Regions from separate parts of the Sus scrofa genome. Here region 1 is linked to region 2. The links are chromatin contacts, called in public HiChIP or PLAC-seq maps. All regions are on one chromosome and are shown on one strand. The core of a region is the stretch at or near the end of the contact, and the rest is flanking DNA. Distances in the headings are between cores, read along the strand shown.

Evidence for each region. HiChIP or PLAC-seq counts read pairs in DNA pulled down with a chosen protein or histone mark.
Region 1: an H3K27ac HiChIP or PLAC-seq map of skeletal muscle shows a contact between it and region 2. The contact joins the promoter of DDIT4 here to the promoter of ASCC1 in region 2. A contact is called at or near these places in 1 of 5 promoter capture datasets (liver), 14 of 47 Hi-C or Micro-C datasets (alveolar macrophages, blood, brain and 7 more) and 2 of 2 datasets of contacts at active chromatin or transcription factors (alveolar macrophages and skeletal muscle).

Annotation. Positions count from the first base shown.
Region 1 is chr14:75,116,449-75,119,238 of Sscrofa11.1, reverse strand. It overlaps DDIT4 (DNA-damage-inducible transcript 4), which reads right to left and starts at 1,531. Exons shown (of 3, transcript NM_001243452.1): 1 at 1,382-1,531; 2 at 993-1,255; 3 at 1-709. The coding sequence starts at 1,194. The coding sequence ends at 216.
Region 2 is chr14:75,081,693-75,084,392 of Sscrofa11.1, reverse strand. ASCC1 (activating signal cointegrator 1 complex subunit 1) reads left to right here and starts at 1,412. Exons shown (of 11, transcript NM_001244083.1): 1 at 1,412-1,510. ANAPC16 (anaphase promoting complex subunit 16) reads right to left here and starts at 1,720. Exons shown (of 4, transcript NM_001190225.1): 1 at 1,579-1,720.

The DNA.
Region 1 (2,790 bases), core at 282-2,781, 35 kb before region 2:
CGGGGTGTGCCCCCAACTGGGAGCCACCCATACATGCCCCATTGAGCTTTCTAGGGAAACAGTAGGTTCCCCCCAGCTCAGCCTTCCTCCCCTCAGGTGGCTGTTGTCAGTTTTCTAACGACAGGCAACAGGCCCTCAGCTCCTGCCTGCCAACGTCCACCCCAAAAGTTCAACTGTCTCTGCCATGGGGGCAGTGTCGGCCCCCAGGCCCAAGTTCAACATTCTTCAATGAGCAGCTGCTCGGAGCTGTACAGCTTCTTCTTGATGACTCGGAAGCCAGTGCTCAGCGTCAGGGACTGGCTGAAGCCGGGGACGAAGGGAGAGTTGGCGGAGCTAAACAGCCCCTGGATCTTAGGCCAGAGGCGTGAGTCCAGGCGCAGCACGAGGGTCAGCTGGAAGGTGGGCACAAGGCTGGGGTCGAGGGCCAGCTGGCCCACGCTGTGGCAGCTCTTGCCCTGCTCTACGCAGACGTCCAGCAGCGCCCCCCGCAGGCCGCACGGCTCACTATAGGCCAGGCGCAGCAGTTCTTTGCCCACCTGGCTCACCAGCTGGCCGGGCATCAGCAGGCGCGCGGGGCGCCGCGAGCCCAGCCGCGCCTGGGCCAGGCTCTCCTGCAGCAGCTGCATCAGGCTGGCACACAGGTGCTCATCCTCAGGGTCGCTGAGCAGCTCGAAGTCAGGCAGGGACACCCCATCCAGGTATGCAGAGTCTGGAAGGGAAAGCACATAGGGAAGGAAGGTAAGAGCAGTTCCAAAAGGAGGAGGTGCTGTTTCGCTAAGAAAGCAGCACTCCTCTTGCCCCTCCGTGCCTCAGTTTCTGCCGCACACTCATCATACCCTATGCTTCAACCCCCTCCTCTGGCCTGTCCCCGCTCTGCGATCTGGATTCTGGTGGCCTACGAAGCCAAGGTGGCTTTGACTCTTTTCAGCGAGGTCCTTTCTCACCTTCCCCGCCCCTCGAGTCGCGTCCGGCCCTCGCCCGCGGCGGCTTACCTTCCTCCGGCCCAAAGCCACTGTTGCTGCTGTCCAAGGACTCGCAGTCCGAGCTCTCCAGGCTCGCGCAGCGACCGAGCCCTTCTTCCCGGGCCGCTGACCCCCAGGCTGAACGCGGAGGCTGATTTGGGGTGGGAGTTCGGGACAAGGACGAAGACGAAGAGGAGGAGGACGACGAGAAGCGATCCCAAAGGTTAGGCATGGTGAGGACGGACGCCAGGACGTTTGCAGATGAGCTCACCGGTGCTGGAGCGCAGAAGACGCTGTAAGACAAGAGCGACACGGGCCCGGCGTCAGTCTGAGGGGTGGACCAGACTCAGAGCGCTACGACCCCCGCGGCTGAGGCCTCCCTGCTCATCGATCCGCGCACACACAGAAGGGACACTCACCAGCTAGAGCAGTTAGCGAGAACTGCTCTGACGAGTGCGTACAGCCGCTTGACCGCTTGAATGGGTGCGCGAACTGGTGCCAACCCCCGAGCTCTGCCCAGACCTGTCCCTTCTCCTCAGCCTCACCTCCCCCTCGGCCTGCCTCGGTCCCTAGCACCAGCGCCGAGGGACCTATAAGGACTAGCGCGGGGAGGCCACACCCCTTCCGCGCCACGGCCCAATCCAGACCCGGGAGTGTGGCCCATCTCGGCCAATGGACTCCGGGCGCACGTTCGCAACGTTCTCTCCTGCCCGGTGACAGCCGCCTGGCCCCGCCTCCGTTGAGCCCCAGAAAGCTCTCGGCGGAACCCCCGAGCCACGGCCACGCCCCCTTTCTGGAAGGGATCCGCGGCGGCGGCGGCGGCGGCGGCGGCGGCGGCTGCAGCTGCCAAGGTCCCCGAGGGCGCTCGCGGCAGGGGAGGATCAAGGAAAGACTTGTTTATTATAGGGTCGTATTGCTGGGGGAGGGGTTAGGCCGCGGCCGCGCGGGGGAAGAGGCAGGGGAACTTGAGAGGGCAACAGGCAAGGAAAACGGTTGCCCTCAGCTTGTGGGAGCCTGCGAGCTATGGGTACAACTAGGAGCAGGGCTGGATGCCCGGGGGAGCAGACGTTAACCCAGCCCACTCTCGCGCAAGTACCCCACACTAACCTTCCTTACCAGGGGTCAGGATATGGGGGTGGGGCCCCAAAACAGCAGCTCAGAGCACTCTGCTCCCTTTCTGGGCGGCCGCACTTGCCTACTTGCCCGTTACTCTACAGACCCAGAGGATGGATTAATGAGGGGGGGCGGTGTCCATGCCCCCGATGTGAGCCTAGTTTCCTAACCGCGTCAGCGCCCACCCTCCAGCTGCCTTCAAAGACAGGGTTTGGGGAATGTGGTTGAAGGAATATTGATAGGCCCCAGTTCCTGGCGCTTGGTCCGGGAGCTGCGAACTGGGACCTACATCAGACGGACACACTGACCCACCCGCCGGCCCTACCGACCGACTGCGGTGCAGCAGTGCCTCCCCAGCCAGCTGCAGCTTAGAGGCCTCAGGCATCCGCCGGGTCCTAGCGCCCCTCTCTACCAAACGCTTTGTGTAAAAGACCTGGAGAGTTGCGTCAGGACCGAGGAGCTAGGTCTCCAGAAAAGCCCCGGAGTGCAATCGCCATCCCCTATTTCGTCATGCACACTGGGCCCCAAGAAATCAGGCCCGACGGCGGTGCTCAAAGAGTGACAGAGGTTGCTGACGGTGGGAAGAGGTTCGGACGGATTCGACCTTTATTTATTTAAAGGTTCATCAATCTGGGACACAGGATTCTGATGGAAGAGAGAACCCAGCTTACATCAGATGCTCCCTCCCGTCCCGGGGCGGGCCAGAGCCTAACCA
Region 2 (2,700 bases), core at 163-2,662:
CTTTACTCTTCAGTTGCCTCATCTCTAAAATTGGGATAATGATAGTGCCTACCTCAGACATGTTAGGAAGCTTAATATAATTAAAGCAATTTGAACAGTTATAGGTACAGTAAACACTTAATATTAGTTATCCAAAATCACTAATGATTTTTTCCTGAATCATTTTTTCCCTATGCCAGATCAGTTTTTTTAAATGATTTTTATTTTTTCCATTAAGTTGGTTTACAGTGTCCTGTCAATTTCCTACTGTACAGCAAAGTGACCCAGTCACGCACACATATATACATTCTTTTTCTTACATTATCTTCCATCATGCTTCATCACAAGTGACTAGATATAGTTCCCAGTGCCATACAGCAGGATCTCACTGCTTTATCCAGATCCCGGTTTTTCATACTTATTGTTTCAACACACTCAAGGGAAAAGTTATTACTCCCTCCATTTGACATATAGTCAGCACACTCCTAGAGGGGAAAGAACCTGCTCAGAAAGAGGGAACATGCACTTCACACTAACATGCACTTCACACTTTTAAGGTTCATAATCTTAGGAAGAACCCCTTTCTTAGGAAAAGGGGGAGGAGTTATCTTTTTACCCTGGAGGCCTAGCACAGAACCTGGATCACAATTTCTCCTGAATAATGAACAAATGACAGAACACAGGGCGAGCAGCTCAGCAAAGGTTACCCAGGGGCTAGAGAAGATTGGTATGAAGAGGACTGGTTCATTATCATTTTGTTTTTCTTCCTCATTCTGCAGATCTATTTACATAACTCTTTCTCCCACTTGGCTGCTATGCCCAAAGTTGATGCTCTGTAAAATTTTGACAAATGTTTAAATACTGATGATGAGGTAACCTGGGATTTGACGCTATCAGGAAAGCTGGAACTATTAGCAGTAGCGATCCTTGCAGTAGAACAATGCTCTCTGGGGAGATACAGCACGGCTGTGTTCACATTGGTGAGATAATCAACACATTTACTTCATATACGATGGGGATGACCTCGTATTCATAAACTACTTTCCTTCCTGGCAGATATATACCTATCTTAGAAAGAACCTTTTCCTTTTAAAAATGTCCTATCATAAAGATACTGAAGGAAGTACGCTGGTACAATGGCAAATTATTAGAAGCAATTATTAAACTCCATCATCAAGAAAACATTCATTCCGCTGTGTTTCACTTAAACAGCTGGATTACCATTCAAAAAGATGTGCAGCTAAAAACAAGTGGGGCGGAAAGAAATGGGCTGCCAAGAGGAGGGATCAGAACGCCAACGGTTCTCAAGCTACCTCCAAGTCACAGCCACAGCCTCACCCCCACCCCCACCCCGACCCGCCATCGAGTCCCCAGAGGGCTACGCCAACAGCGCCGTTCCACTGCGCAGGCGCCAGCCCTCGGCCCGCATGCGCACTAGCCAGGCGCGGCCTAAGGAAATTTCCTCTTGCACGCCCTCTGCGGCAGGCTCCCATTCCTCCTCCTACTTTCTCCATTTTACTAGTCCCTGCAGGTAGGATCCCAGAGATCAAGTCCCTTTCCACCAGGCTCTCGAGGGTCCCTGAGCCCTCGGCCACTTACCTCAGCAGCTTTGGCACTTTCCCCTACAGCCCCGCCCCCAAGGCCGACTGGTGCGGCCGAGTTAACATCGACAAGGGCGGCGCCGTGCTCGCGCCCGCGTGGAGGGACCGGCAGCGGCGTGCGCGTGCCCCTTGCAGTAGTGGGCGTGGCCGGGGCGGAGAGGACTTCCGGGTCCTTCTCCTCCTCGTTCCCGGATTTTCTTTTTGCTGTGGGGTCCGTATTTCTCCGCTACCTTTGGAGTACTCGTTTTATTTTTTCTTGCTCACTTTTGTCATTTAGGGTTTTATCTTAACGCACGGCATTTCAGGCCTTCTGCTTTGCTCTCTCTTACCAAACCGTCACGCTGCAGGGTTAAATTTGTTATTCCGCCATCCTTCTGAGCAGACTCGTATCCCAAGGAAAGGCAGATGAACAGCTTCCTATCTCAGACAACGCTCTTTCCCAGAGCTCAGTCTCAGCGCCCTTCCTTAACATTAAAATCTACTTTTGTGGAGAGATTTATTTGAAAGGTCCTGGAGGAATAGGGCACTAGGATGTAAAGTCATTAAACTTGATAATTATACCCCTTCTGACATTCAAGTCTGTTTATTTTACTTATTATTTTATTCATTTTACTGCTAATCTCAACAGGAAATCACCACTTGGTTCTGTAAGCAAATTACCAATTAAAGCTATTTTCTTGCTGGGATTGGGTTGAGCGTTAGGGTATTTAGTGAGAATTGATTTTTTGAGGGGGAACTCTAACTTATTTTGGGCTTCATGACCGTCTAACACATATAGTGGGAACATTGGTTGAGCTTAACTATGGCTAGCCCATAAGGAATCTTTGTTTCCAGATTTTTTTTTTCTTTTTTTCAGGCTGCACCCACGGCATGTTGAACTTCCCAGCCTAGGGGTCGAATTGAAGCTGTAGCTGCCAGCCTACACCACAACCACAGCAACGTGGGGGATCTAAGCCCACAGGAACTATACCACAGCTCACAGAAATGTTGGATCCTTAACCCACTGAGCAAGGCCAGGGATGGAACCCGCATCCTCATGATTCCTAGTCGGGTTTGTTAACCACTGAGCAATGAAGGGAACTCCTCTTTCCAGAATTATTGATTCTTTAAGTGATGTTTA